5 separate regions of the Mus musculus genome follow, and all the other regions are linked to region 1. A link is a contact called in public promoter capture Hi-C data. All regions are on one chromosome and are shown on one strand. The core of a region is the stretch at or near the end of the contact, and the rest is flanking DNA. Distances in the headings are between cores, read along the strand shown. Region 1 holds the start of Dgkd (diacylglycerol kinase, delta). Region 2 holds the start of Psmd1 (proteasome (prosome, macropain) 26S subunit, non-ATPase, 1). Region 3 holds the start of Ncl (nucleolin). Region 4 holds the start of Nmur1 (neuromedin U receptor 1). Region 5 holds the start of Pde6d (phosphodiesterase 6D, cGMP-specific, rod, delta).

Region 1 (2,656 bases), core at 76-2,575:
GGAGTCCACCGTCCCCACCGCGATCCTGGCCTTCACTCACCATTCCCCTCAGTCAGAGAGTCTGATCTGCCTCACACCACTACCTATCTTAAGGACCAAGCACTAGGAAAGGGCATTTCCATTAGTATCAAGGCTCCTTAAACTTGTTCCTGGGGCTGTAATTGTTATAGCTAGAATAACACAGGTGTTAGGTCCCGTGTGCTGAATGACTTGGGTACCACATAACAAATGGACCACGTCAGCACCTAAATGGCACCCCAATCCCCAACCCCGGCAAGTAACAGAGGGTGGCAGATGATCAAGCAAGAAATGGTTTTTCCAGTAAAGGGTAACTAACTGGCCTCGGAGGAAAAGCGCACTGCAGCAGGATGAGCAAGCCCGTGCCAGCCGGAACTGCCAAGGCTGCCCCACGGTGGCAACCTGCTAGCCACCACCTGTCCAGCCACCTGCCTGAGGAAGCCCTTCCAACAAGGAGGGCTCACCTCGGCAAGAAACCATACGCAGTTTTCAAGAGGAACCAGAAAGGAAAAGCAAAGGGTGCAACTTTATTCTTAGGGAAAGACAACAAAAAGGCATGTGTCTCTCTGCACTGCAACCCGAGCGGCTGGAGTTCTCCACGGAGAGAGTTCTGAGCCCAGCGGGTGAGGAGTCCCGGCTTTCCCAAGGAGGGAGGAGGGTGAAAGGGAGGAAGAGAGGGAGGGAGAGAGGGAGAAGCGGCCACTACACGCGCATCCCTTCCCTTTCGGAACATAGGGGTGAGGACCCCGCAGCGGGCTGAGCAGTGGAGGGAGAGCCTGACGCAGGTGAGTACGGGAAGCTGCACCCGGTGCTCAGACCTACAGACCCCCCAGGCCTCGGGGAGCACGCGCCTGCGGCCCCCGCAGCGGTCCCCGCAGCGGCCCCAGCAGCACGCCGGGCCTCGGTCTCCTCAGCGGCGGCGCCCACCTGCGCCCAGTCCCCGCAGACCGGTCCCCGCGGCCCCGTCCTCGCGGCCCGGTCCCCGCGGTCCGTTAAGCCGCGGCGCGCTCGGCCCCGTAGCAGCGACCGCAGGACCTCGGGCCCGGCAGGGCCTGGGCGGCCGCTCGCACACGGTCACGGGCCTCGGCAGGGACCGCGGCGTGAGGGGCGCGCGCCCGGCCGACGCCGCGGGCTCACCTTCTGCCGGATCTGGCCCGACGTGGACACCTTACGGATAAGCTTCTGCGGGGAGCCCGGCTCAGCCTCGGGTTCACTGTCGGACGACTCCTCAGGCGGCGGCGGCGGAGGTGGCTGAGGAGGACCCGGCGGAGGGGCGCCCGCCGCCGCCGCCATGCTGCCCGGCCAGCGCGCGCGCCGCGGGGGGGCGGGGCGGGGCGGGGATGGGATGGGCCCAGCGCCTGGGGCGGAGCCTGGGCGGGGCGGGGCCTAGAGGCCGGCCGCCCCACCCCACCGCGCCCCCATAGGCAGTGGGCGCAGACGTAGGCTTGCCGGGCCCTTGCTGGGTTGTTTCGGCCTGACCCATCTCTTTCCTTCTGATGTCTTCTGTCGTTTTCTTCTTGGAACACAATTTCTAGTTTTTGTCTCTGAGTACACTGTTTTATCACTCATACCCGAGTGTAAGTGATCTCTAGGAGGCCGCTGGACTATGTTGGTGAAACAGTTTACAGAGTGCGTGAAAGTACACCCAGAGGGAGAACTTCTGTTAAGGCCACTGTTAAGGAAAGATGGAGAACCGGGGAACCGTGTTGTAGGCAGAGGCTAGATCTGTGCAAAGGCCCAGAGGCAAAAAGAAAAAAGAAAGGAAGGAAGGGATTTAGAGGGGCTTAGAGGGAGGAAAATGGGACTAGGACAGGAACTGGAGAGCTTTGGGATCGAGGCTCTGAGGACCAGATACGGGATTGGCCTTTTCTGCTGAGACCTGAGGGCAGCAAGAAACCCGGTTGGAGTTGGGGGAGTAAAGAGGTAGATAAGCTGAGCCTGGCTGGGTCACAAAGCGGAGGATCTATGAAGTATTAAGGCAAATAGGCACTCTGAATTACTGGCTGGGGCTGAGAGATAGAGAAGGGAACTGAGATTCAGAAGGGAGGGATGGGGTACTAGAGAGACATAGCAGAATGAACTCTGAGCCAAAGGAGGACCCTATGCAGTTAGAAAAGGAGTGGCTTCCGTTTGGAGTTTTGTTTTTTTGTTGTTTTGTTTTGTTTGGGCATATTGAGATGGAAAAGGACTTGGGGCCAACCAGGACAATGTGCTACCTTCCTGCTCTGCTCTGCTCTAAGAGGCAAGTCAGCAGAGGACCACCTTGGCTATCCCTTCACCCTTTCAGAGGCTGCTGCTGGAGACCCACCAATCAGCAAGCTTTGGGCCTCTGGACAACTGGACAACTCATTCTAGTGGCAATACAAGTCAGATACCACCAGGAACCACAGGAGGTTCCTAATCTGGCACAAAGATGAGGCCAGGATACTGACCTCCCAACCAGTACAGAGGATGACTTTTGTGAAAAAGATCTGAGATGCCTGGATGAACCAGGACACACTCCACCTATGCTGTAGCCACTGGCTACATACAAGTACTTATATTTAAATTCCTATTAACTAGTACCAGCCTAGGCTAAAGAATGACATTTAAGAAAAGAAAAGAGAAAAAGAAAAAGAAAAAGAACCAAGCTGGGCAG
Region 2 (2,656 bases), core at 108-2,607, 1.8 Mb after region 1:
GGTAATGGCGGGGCCTAAGCCTATTCTTACAAGTGGCAAAAAATCTAGTATTTTCCTCCAGAGCTAATTGGAAAAAAGAAAAGAAAATGCTTCTTTTGATGGGAACTAAAATTCATTGCAATCATCTGTCTCTATCAGGACAAAAGTCTAACTTCAAGTCCAAACACTTCTTCACGTGTTTAAAAATAACCAGCACAGAGTGTAGTAGTACACTACACATTTTTAATCCTAGTATTTAGGAAGCAGGGGCAGGAGATCTCTGTGAGTTTGAGGTCAGCTTGGTCTACACAGTGAGTTCGAGGACAGCTAGAGCTACACAGTGAGACCCTCCCCACCGTACAGCATACTGTCTACTGAGAACCCGTTTGTTCAAAATCAAATACTTGTAGAACAAGTACAGAATAGGAATAACAACCAAGCAAGGGTACGCAAGCAGCCAGGGCTGAGAAAGCATCGAGACTGGGAACAGCTATACGCAGTTCAAGTCTGTAGTGGGCTTGAAAAATCTCCATGTAGAAGTTCATCTCCCTCCACACCTTCCCATTTCAAAAGCCATTACAAGTATCTACCATACAAGTGTGCGAAACCTGCTTTGCAGTCCTGAGGATCTAAACACACACAGTAAGGTGGCTCTCCAGTCAATGCTGCCTTCACTGAACGAGGTTCTTAGGTGAATACGGTAGCACCAAAAACCCAGCCACCTCAAACCTAATTTCGGACTTCCAGGAGAAGATATCTCATGCACAAGCCAGAAGCACTTAGTGTAGCAGTTAGGCTGCCAGGCCAGGACCTGCTATAAGATGCTTACGATGACACCGGGGCCCATCCCAAACCGAAACACCTGCGGGGAAGGATTGGGGGGTCACTCGACCAAGAAGCGGACAGAGAATAAAGGTCCAGCGACCGCCTAGGAGCCCGGTCTGGTCCTGGAACGGGGGTGTGGCTGGAGAGGGACGGCCGGGTGGCTACCTGGTCCTATTCCTACGAACCCCAGGGGCCTGCAGTGACCTGGCCAGTTTCCCAGCCCTCGATCCCCGAGGTGGGCCTCGGGCAGAGGGGCCTCGCAGGCCGGCGCTCGACCCGGAGGTGCCCAGTCACCCGCCCTGACTCAGCTAAACGCCGGCGCGGCGGCGGCTCCTCACTGGGGCGCCTGCTCCCGGCAGCACTCACCGGCTGAAGTGATCATGGCTGCGCCCTGCACTCGCCGATCCACTCGTCCACAGTCCTGGCCAAGCCCTGGATCTGTCAGCTCAGGGCCCGCTTGCTCTACCGCACCTCCAGGGTCCCGGGTGCGCTGCTCAGTCAGTCCCCTCCACAGGCCGCCGGCTCGCTTCTAGCCGAGGACCCCGCCCGCCCTAGGGCTGCCCGCATCTCCGCCTGAGGCTTGGCTCAAATTCACCGCCACGCTGTGTCTTTTATGCAGCTTCCGCCTCTCGAGATCATGCAACAAGGTAAAAAAACATGTCGTTGTTTTTTATAACTCTCCGTGAAGTCAGAGATCTGGCCGGCTGCGAACGGACATTCATTTCTAGTTGCAATCAGGCTTCAAAATAGACACCCTTGCAAAGAGAGGCCCACTCATCACCCGCCATTGCTAAGAGAATGAGTGTTAGGGGAGGTATAAGCATTGCTCGCAGCGCCACCTAAGGCTATGGAGGTCTCACTGCAATAATGCCCACCAACCCAAGACTACAGGGAAGTATTTTCTTAGAAAAGCGACTGAGGCAGAAGGATCTTGAATTCGAGGCCAGCCTGGGCTATAAAAGATCTGCTATCAAAGTAGGGGAAGGTGGTGGTGGGATAATGCTGGAAAGGCGACTTGGTCGCTTAAGTGGTTGCCATAAAAGCATGAAGACCTGAAGTTGAGTTAGGATTCCCAGTGGCCGGTGTAAACCCAGTGCTGGGGGAGGTGAAGGCAGGTGGATATCTGGGGCTTGCTGGCCGGCCTGTGTAGCCGGTTGGTGAGCTCCTGGTCTAGTAAGAGACTCTTGTTTCCAAAAAATAAAGTGGCTGGGTGTTGTGGTTCACACCTTAATCACAGCACTCAAGAAGCAGAGGAAAAGGCAGGAAGATCTCTGTGGATTTAAGGCCAGCCTGGCCTACAAGTGGGTTCCAGGACAGCCAGAGCTACAAAGTAAGACCTTGAGGAGTGTGGGGGTAGGGAAGGAAGAGTGGGAGAGCAATTGAGGAAGACACCCAATGTCAACCTCCGGCCTACTTGCGTATATGTGTATATATGTGTATATACATATACATGTGTATATGTTTGACACAAACTTGCCTCCATGCCTGTGTCTTTCGTACAGCCTCATCCAGCGAAGGCCCCCCTCCCCCCAAATATGAACATACACAAAAATAGACTGTCCAGGTGTCAAACATGGTGGTACACCCCTTGGGAGGCAATGGTAGGCAGATCTCTGTGAGTTCCAGGCCAGCCTCATCTCCATAGTGAATTCTAGTGAAGGAGGAGTCAATTGTGAGACCCTGTCTTAAAAAGGCTGGGTTGGTGGCAGTTCGGAGAGTTGCCTTTAGTGGTTAAGCTTCCAGAGAACCCAAGTACAATTCTGAGCACCCACATCGAGTAGCTCACAACTACTTGTAACTCCAGCTCCAGGGGGTTTGATGCTCTCTTTTGGCCTCCACAGGTACCTATACT
Region 3 (2,656 bases), core at 114-2,613, 1.5 Mb after region 1:
CGAATGCCTTTAGCTTGCTCTGCTTGGAAATATCTAGAGTCTTCCTCACACCACCCTTCCTACCTCTCTACCCAAGAGTCTCCCTTGGTTCCATAATATACAGTACAAGGTGTGACCGGTCTCGCTATAAAGACAATGCCCCCACACCACAACTCGGGTTCGCCATCTCCTGCCCTGACAAGAGCGCACTGGTGTGTAGCTGTGGCTGCCCTCCACCGCGTTGGGAAGGCCGTAGTAAGTAAGCATCACACAGTGACTATTTCTACTTATCTCCAAAGGCCCGAGTTCAGATAAAAAAACTTGGGGACTCAACACATCCCACTCGCATTAAAATCTCCCGAGGTTGAAGTCAGGTATGATGGCATATGACTTTAATCACAGCACTAGGGAGGCAGGGGGATCTCTGAGTTCAAGGCCAGCCTGGACTACAGCGTGAGTCCCAGGGCAGCCAGGAATACACAGAGAAAACCTGTCTCATAAAATAACATCTCCTAGGTCGGGCCAGGCGTGCCGATACAGGTCGAGGCTAACATGGTCTACATGTGTGCTCTAGGACAGTAAAGAATAAAGTCCTATCTCAACTCCGGACGAAAACTCCACAGGTCATTTCTAGTGGATGTTGTTAGCTGATGAAGGGCGCCTGTGTGCTATGCTTGGAACCAGTTGGTTGCAATCCATTTAAAGCAACGCCAGACAACTCTCTCGTTCCCCCCGCCATGGAGGGAACCTGTGAGCGTGGTCACAGGCGGGCCGAGTACTTCTCCCCACCACACCAGGAAGTCACCTCTCTGAACCTGGAGTTATACCTACCGCGAGAGGTCACCGACATTACATGGATCGCTTGTGCACTGCTCGTACACACACACACGCACAACTGCTTTTATTAGGAGCTCTCAGGAAAGCGGGGACTCGCATCATAGCCAAGAAGCCGTTCGCGACTCCGCGGAGAACAGGCCGAGGCCCGCTCATCAGCCCGAGGGAACCCTAGGCCTTCCGGCGTTCTTCAGCAGGACCACGCGGCGCGGGGGAAAGCACCGAGAAACGCCCAGACCACCTGAGCATCGCCGCCCATGCTGCCTCGGAACACCTGAGGGAATCCGGGCCACGCCGCCACCTACCCGCGCCTCACACACAAGCCGCGCCAAACTCGCCCGTCCCACTGCGCAGGCGTGGGGAGAGCCCGGCGCTCAGGAGCATTCAAAGGACCCGCACACTGACCAGTCAACGTCCGCCTGGGCCCAAACGAGTCCCGCCCTCAGGAGCAGACGTCAGGCCCCGCCCCTAAGAGCCCCGCCCTCGTCAAGCCTTAGGCCCGCCTCACGCTGCCCCGCGTTAAGGCTCGCGGTTGGCTCCGGGGACGGACGCGAGCTCTGGTTGGTGGAGCCGAAGTCACGAGGACCCCCTTCGTCGCCTTTCCAGAGGCGATTACTGGGCAGGCTCAGTCTTTTGCCTCAGACGCTAGCTGTAGCTGGCAGGCGGTTGTACGTGCTCCAGAGTCGTCGGTACCCGCTACTGCAGTCGCTTTCGTGTGGCTTCCGCTGAGCTCTTCCGAGCTGCTCGCTCTCCACACGCGCCGCCGCCGTAATCCGCCACCATGGTGAAGCTCGCAAAGGTAAGAGGCCTTGGCGCGCCGACGCGGACGACTAGGCCCCTGCTTTCGGAGGGACGCGCGCGCGCCCGCCCGTCCGTCGCGGAGGGGAGGAGGGCTTGCGCGCAATCCCGGGCGCGTTCGAGGGCGCCATGCTGGGGGGGAAAGTCTCGCGCGACTAGCGGGAGGTCTCGCGGTGCTTGCCCTCTGACTTAGGGGGATGAGAAGAGCGGAGGCAGGTTTCCGGGAGGGCGATATCGAGGGTTCGGATGTAGCGGGCGGGAGGGGACGGTGTGAGGAGAGATCGGAGGAGCTGAGAGCGGATAGGGGCACGGCGTGGGAAGAGAGGGCCAACCTTAGGCGGCGAGCGGTCCCGGGGCCCCGCCTCCCCGCGCACGTGCTCTGGTGCGCGGCCCGCCACGTGCTCTGCGGAGCCCCGCACGTGTCGCGCGACCCGGGGCAGTGGGGGAGTGTCTGTAGTACCCCGGAAAGGGGGACGGCAGCGTGGGGATGGATGGGTGGCCCGGCGATCTGCTGTCTCTGCCGGTGACCGGGATGGACACGTGGTGGACCCCTGAGGTGGCGGCGTGGTGACTCCACGTGGTGGGGCTGGAAGCGAGAGAAAGTGGGAAGCAGTTGGGTTACGTGGTGCTGCTTTAAGAGGTGATTTCGAGATACCCCCTTCCCCAGCAAATAACTTAAAGGGATCCCTTTAACTGGGTTTTTTTTTTTTTTTTTTTTTTTTTTTTGTGGAAGATGCCAGAAAATAGATGGCCACGACTAGGAGACTTTATAACCTGTGGCTGTTTCTTGGTGTAGAGTTCTGTCTGCTCAGTTATCTGTGAGAAGGAAAAAAAAATTATGCGCGGTTCGCAGAAAAAACTGCCAGGAGAATGCCATGCCTGGCCAAGAAGAAGTCTTTATGCTTGTGTCCTTTAGTAAGAAAAAGGTGGTGGCCAAAGGCAAAGTGACTGAAAATGCGTGCAATTTTTGTGTGCGTTTGTAGGCTGGCAAAACCCACGGTGAGGCCAAGAAAATGGCTCCTCCTCCAAAGGAGGTGGAAGAGGA
Region 4 (2,656 bases), core at 109-2,608, 1.5 Mb after region 1:
CTCCGGGGTCAGCGTTGCCCTCTAGTGGCGATTTTGTGAACAACAGGCGAAGCAACCAGGAAGGCGGGGAGGGCAGCCTCTGTCAGGTCGCCTTCAGCTCAGCATCTATCTGTCAGTGGGAGCCAGGGCGCACAGGACCTCCTGGGCAGAAGGCATGGTAGGTGAGCGGGATACGGGCCCTGACAGGAGCGGCTCTCAGAGTGAGATGGGTGGAAAAACTCTGTGAGACATTTGGGGGTTGTGGGAGAGACCTCTCAGTTAGTCAGTTTATTTCTGTCATTTTTCTGATGACTGTCGTCTCAGCGCTGCTCTCTTGAACCTGGGCTGTCACCTGCCCATCCCCAGCTCCTCTCCGTGAGAGTTCCGAGAGTGAGAACTCCAGGTCTAGTAGGTGCAAAGAATATAAAATATTTAGACTGGGAGTGATTCAGGTGACAGAAAACAGAATCAAATTTGGGTCAAAGTACAGTTTTTTAGCTTTTTCACTCCTTCACTTAACCCCTACGGTGGCTTTCTCTTCACACCAAGGTCACACACAGCGTTCTGTATGTCAGGTCTGCCATGTGTCGATGCTTTTTGTGGATTAAATACCGGGATCTTGCACCTGGAGTTGGGGAGGTCAGGTCTGCCCTGGCAGTTGCTTTAGGAGCCCCGGCTCTTTAAAGACCAAGCAATACTGCAGTTGCACCCACTTTTCTGAGGTCCACATCAAGTGGCTCTCCTGAAGTCTGTCTTAAAAGGGAGACAGCCAAAGGAGATAGCCAAGCGTTCTTGGAAAAACCTGGCATTTCTTCAAAGATTCCAGTAGATTGTAAAGGGCCAATCTTATCATTTAAAAAGTATTTCATTTGTGTGTGTGTGTGTACTTGTGCATATATACTGTTTGCATGTATGTGTGTAGAGGATAGAGGATAACTCTTTGTTGTTGTTGTTGTTGATTGGTTTTTTGTTGTTTGTTTTTGTTTGTTTTTTAGACAGTGTCTCTCTCTGTAGTTCTAACTGTCCTGGAACTTGCTCTGTAGCCCAGGCTAGCCTCAAACTCACATGAGACCTGCCTGCCTCAGCTTCCTTCGCGTTGGGATTAAAGCTGCGCACTACCACTGCCCGGCCAATTTTATTATTTTCAAGGTTTGCACTCCGGATACTCTGTAGTTGAAATGCACTTTAGTGGGTGGCAGATGCTTTCTTTCCCAGTGGCATGTGACTAATCAGTCCTCTACAGTGTGATAACTTAGGACAGAGCTGGGATTACCTAAATGACTTCTGGGTATCTCCCCCTTCTATCCTACAGACTCCTCCCTGCCTCAATTGTTCCATCTTTCCTGGAGCGCTCTCCCCAAATGCTTCAAGGAGCCCCCTGGTCTGCAATATCAGTGAGTTCAAGTGGCCCTATCAACCTGAGGATCTGAACCTTACCGATGAGGCCCTGAGGCTGAAGTATTTGGGGCCACAGCAGATGAAACAGTTTGTCCCCATCTGTGTCACGTACCTGCTGATCTTCGTGGTGGGCACTCTGGGCAACGGGCTGACCTGCACCGTCATCCTGCGCAACAAGACTATGCGCACGCCCACCAACTTCTACCTCTTCAGCCTCGCTGTGTCCGATATGCTGGTGCTCCTGGTGGGCTTGCCTCTGGAGCTTTATGAGATGCAGCAAAATTACCCGTTCCAGCTGGGTGCGAGTGCCTGCTACTTCCGAATACTGCTCTTAGAGACCGTCTGCCTAGCTTCAGTGCTCAATGTCACAGCCCTGAGTGTGGAGCGTTATGTGGCCGTGGTGCGCCCACTCCAAGCCAAGTCTGTGATGACACGGGCCCATGTGCGCCGCATGGTGGGGGCCATCTGGGTCCTCGCTACTCTCTTCTCTCTGCCCAACACCAGCCTGCATGGCCTCAGTCAACTAACTGTGCCCTGCCGGGGGCCGGTGCCCGACTCAGCTATATGTTCGCTGGTGGGTCCCATGGACTTCTACAAGTTGGTGGTACTGACTACCGCACTGCTCTTCTTCTGTCTGCCCATGGTCACCATCAGTGTGCTGTATCTGCTCATTGGGCTGCGGCTGCGGAGGGAGAGGATGTTGCTCCAAGTGGAGGTCAAGGGCAGGAAAACCGCAGCAACCCAGGAGACCTCCCACAGAAGGATTCAGCTGCAAGATAGGGGACGGAGACAGGTGACCAAGATGCTGTGTAAGTCATTGTTGAGGAGAAAGCTGAGCTTCCTCCAGTCTGGGGAAGGAATTGAGCTTCCAGGGTATTGTTTGCTTGCTTGCTTGCTTGTTGTTGTTATTGTTTTGAGAAAGGGTTTCAGGGCTGGTGAGATGGCTCAGCAGGTAAGAGCACTGACCACTCTCCTGGAGGTCATGAGTTCAAATCCCAGCAACCACATGGTGACTCACAACCATCCGTAATGAGAAACTAATAATAATAATAATAATAATAATAATAATAATAATAATAATAATAATAAAACAAAAAAAACCTATGGGCCAGACTTAGCAGGGACCAGAGCAAGTGGGGCTTGGGGTGGAGGGAGCGAGGCCAGAGAAAGACAGAAAAGGGAAGAGGGAAAAAAAGAGAGAAGGAGTTTCTTTGTGTAGCTCTGGCTGTTCTAGAACTTGCTGTGTAGACCAGAGATTCACCTGCCTCTACCTCCAAAG
Region 5 (2,656 bases), core at 66-2,565, 1.3 Mb after region 1:
TTTGAGAACCACTGCTTTAAGTTCAAATGTCATTTCCACCATGAAGTTTTGCCAGCTGTTAAAGGCACGTCACCAGAACCTCTAAGGCATTCTCCACTTGATCTTGACTAAAAGGCCAACAAGTAATCCTCTGTGGCATTCTGATATCTTTTCTTTTATGCCACTTGTCAACTCCATCTTGAATCTCCTTATCTCCCTAATCAGTTATGTATCTTCTGAATAACAGTGGCCTATCTTTTACTTAATTCAGTACCCAACCAAAACCAAAAACCAAAACAAGGTTTGTTGAGTTACTTGGAAGAAAAACAAACAAAATGGGTGGGTGATCAAATGGGTGGAGTGGGAACAAGAACAGGAAAGAAGGCCAGAGGAAGGACACAGGCGTCTCCAAGGAAACAGAGGGTTAAACCAACTTTATCTACTTTCTGGGGGAAAAACAATCATTAAATGTCAACTTGAATGTCAAAAAAGCAAATAAAAATAGCAAGACCTATCTAGTCTGAGGATAAAGGACTGTCACACCAGCTCCTTTCAGGAAATCCATGAAATAAATGCTTTCCTATTTTCTGGGTGTTTCAACACTAGTTCAGAAACTGTTCATTAAGGAGAAAAACAATCACATTGCCATGCTTCTAAAAATATTACCTCCCTAGTGTAGTGTAGATACTAGATGACAGGTCAGTAGATGTAAAGCCAGATTTTAACTGTGTCAATTTGCTGTGCTCTCTGGCCAGTCTCTGCCTCACCGGGTCTCTATTTCCTCATATTTAAAAACAAAAGATAAAGAGATTGGATTGGCAAAATCTTTTAAGTCTTCCTGTACTAACATTGAGTATAAACAATCTTTAGCTCACCCAGTCCAAAGCAGAAATATAACATAAACCCTGCAAAACAAGTAAAAATGAACTCCAGACTAATAAACTAACACTATTTGAGGAGGTCATTTTGTTCTGTTATCTCTCGTGGCTTAATATGTGGTTTTGTTGGTGGTTTGCAGTCTTACCATGGTTTGCAGACTCCTGAGTTCCATGTAAACAGAAGTTAACTGTCGGTGGGTTGTCACGTCTCCGGGGTAAAAGAAGACCTTCCTGCTGGGTTTCAAGTAACAGGATTCAGAAACCAACCCCATAGGAGGATTTCAAATATGTGCACACTGCTCGGCACACTGGAACCCAAGTTAAAAAGATGGAGCGCATAGTATGCTGGGACTTGTAGTCCCTGGCCTCTAATGGTGCGCTGGGATCGCCTGTGCTCTCTGGGATGCTGGGAAATGTAGTTTCTGCCACCTTGTACAGTGCAGCCTGCCATAGTCTCAGACCACTAGTGTGCCCGGCAACAAGAGCAGGCATCTCAAACGCCTCTGAAGATTTCAAGCCATCGCTCCTCTGGGACAAACTCTAGGCAACAACACGAAAGAAAATTCTGTCCTCCGGGACTCTCCAAGAGGGCCTTTCCCACTGACGCTCTCCGTCCCCGAGCGAAGCCGCTGAGCGTTGCTATTGGCTACTCAAGATGCCAATCGCCAAGGCTGGCTTGTCATTGGTTTCAAGGCGGGAGCTCCACGACTAGAGGGAAGGAGAAGGGATCAGGAGCGGGAGCTGAGGGGAGGGAGAGGCCGGTTCGGGTCTGGCCGCCACCGCTGTTCACCTGAGGTGTCCGGCCGGGCTGCGGCTGTCCTCGGTTCCTGGGTACCGTCTGCGAGGCCCCGCGGAGCCAGCGTGGGAGGGCCGCGGGCGGCAGGCGCCGCATCATGTCAGCCAAGGACGAGCGGGCCAGGGATATCCTGAGAGGCTTCAAACTGTATCCGCCCGGGAGCAGGGGCGGGGCTGGGAGGAGGCCGTGGCTCTAAGGAGCCAGGCTTTGGCAGGGGCGTCAGGTGGGCACCGGGGAAGAAGGGCTACGAGAAGGGGCAGGAAAGGAACTGTGTGCCGGGCCCCCGGGAGGGACCGCGAACGGGAGGCAGGCACAGGGGCACCCTGAGGGAGAAAGGGGACGTTGATGGAGCCTGGGGGGGGGGGGGGGCGGGGGGGAGGATGGAGGTGGAGGAGCCCCGGGACCTGGCTACTGCGAGAAGAGTTCCCATTTGAAATTAGGGTCCTGAAGGCCGGGAGGCCAGAAGGGGGCTGCAGTCCCCACGCAGAGGCTGAGGGAGTGCAGCAAGCTGGCCTCCTAGCCTGCCTAGGAGCGACTTTGGCGGGAAGCCCAGGGTGGGAGCAGGAGAAAGTGACTCCAAGCAAGTGACCTTGTATGTGGGGGATAATGTACCCCATCCCACCCCACCACACACACATCCGTCTTGTTTTCACAACTTTTCTTCCTCACTTGTGGCTTCTTATAGGGCTGGAGTAGTGGAGAGGTGGGGAAAGAGAAATTAAAGACGGACCCCATCTTAACACTTTGTTGGCCTTTGGAGCATTAACATCTCAAGTTCTCTTTCCAGCGAGATGAGAAATAGGAGGTGTGTGAGATGCATGAGGTACTTTGGTTTTGAACCGACTCCCGGCAAAATTATCTTTGGCATTGCTGAGGTTAACGCTTTATTATGGTGAAGCTGTTCACAATTACTTGATTGTGTTGAGGACACCATATGATATCAGAATTCGTTGTTTCGGTGGACTTGGTGTTGAATGCCTGTGATCCCAGTACTTGGGAGATG

What was found. Capture Hi-C pulls out chosen DNA fragments and counts their contacts.
Region 2: a promoter capture Hi-C map of liver shows a contact between it and region 1, with 4 times the contacts expected there. The contact joins the promoter of Psmd1 here to the promoter of Dgkd in region 1. A contact is called at or near these places in 2 of 115 datasets of contacts at active chromatin or transcription factors (double positive thymocytes and microglia) and 2 of 9 other capture datasets (adipose tissue and liver).
Region 3: a contact with region 1 is called in a promoter capture Hi-C map of adipose tissue, with 3 times the contacts expected there. The contact joins the promoter of Ncl here to the promoter of Dgkd in region 1. A contact is called at or near these places in 1 of 39 promoter capture datasets (pre-B cells), 1 of 484 Hi-C or Micro-C datasets (B cells), 1 of 115 datasets of contacts at active chromatin or transcription factors (large pre-B cells) and 2 of 9 other capture datasets (adipose tissue and liver).
Region 4: a contact with region 1 is called in a promoter capture Hi-C map of adipose tissue, with 4 times the contacts expected there. The contact joins the promoter of Nmur1 here to the promoter of Dgkd in region 1. A contact is called at or near these places in 1 of 39 promoter capture datasets (pre-B cells) and 1 of 9 other capture datasets (adipose tissue).
Region 5: a contact with region 1 is called in a promoter capture Hi-C map of adipose tissue, with 3 times the contacts expected there. The contact joins the promoter of Pde6d here to the promoter of Dgkd in region 1. A contact is called at or near these places in 2 of 39 promoter capture datasets (embryonic stem cells and hippocampal neurons), 2 of 115 datasets of contacts at active chromatin or transcription factors (embryonic forebrain and large pre-B cells) and 2 of 9 other capture datasets (adipose tissue and liver).

Annotation. Positions count from the first base shown.
Region 1 is chr1:87,851,956-87,854,611 of GRCm38.p6, reverse strand. Dgkd (diacylglycerol kinase, delta) reads right to left here and starts at 1,325. Exons shown (of 30, transcript NM_177646.3): 1 at 1,156-1,325. The coding sequence starts at 1,311. It overlaps Gm19582 (predicted gene, 19582), which reads left to right and starts at 313. Exons shown (of 2, transcript NR_136921.1): 1 at 313-641; 2 at 754-1,265.
Region 2 is chr1:86,063,320-86,065,975 of GRCm38.p6, reverse strand. It overlaps Psmd1 (proteasome (prosome, macropain) 26S subunit, non-ATPase, 1), which reads right to left and starts at 1,357. Exons shown (of 25, transcript NM_027357.2): 1 at 1,171-1,357. The coding sequence starts at 1,186.
Region 3 is chr1:86,358,162-86,360,817 of GRCm38.p6, reverse strand. It overlaps Ncl (nucleolin), which reads left to right and starts at 1,363. Exons shown (of 14, transcript NM_010880.3): 1 at 1,363-1,612; 2 at 2,595-2,656. The coding sequence starts at 1,595. It overlaps C130036L24Rik (RIKEN cDNA C130036L24 gene), which reads right to left and starts at 1,234. Exons shown (of 2, transcript NR_015507.3): 1 at 811-1,234.
Region 4 is chr1:86,386,843-86,389,498 of GRCm38.p6, reverse strand. It overlaps Nmur1 (neuromedin U receptor 1), which reads left to right and starts at 1,358. Exons shown (of 2, transcript NM_010341.1): 1 at 1,358-2,186. The coding sequence starts at 1,358.
Region 5 is chr1:86,581,444-86,584,099 of GRCm38.p6, reverse strand. Pde6d (phosphodiesterase 6D, cGMP-specific, rod, delta) reads left to right here and starts at 1,315. Exons shown (of 5, transcript NM_008801.3): 1 at 1,315-1,800. The coding sequence starts at 1,751. Cops7b (COP9 signalosome subunit 7B) reads right to left here and starts at 1,179. Exons shown (of 8, transcript NM_172974.3): 1 at 1,004-1,179.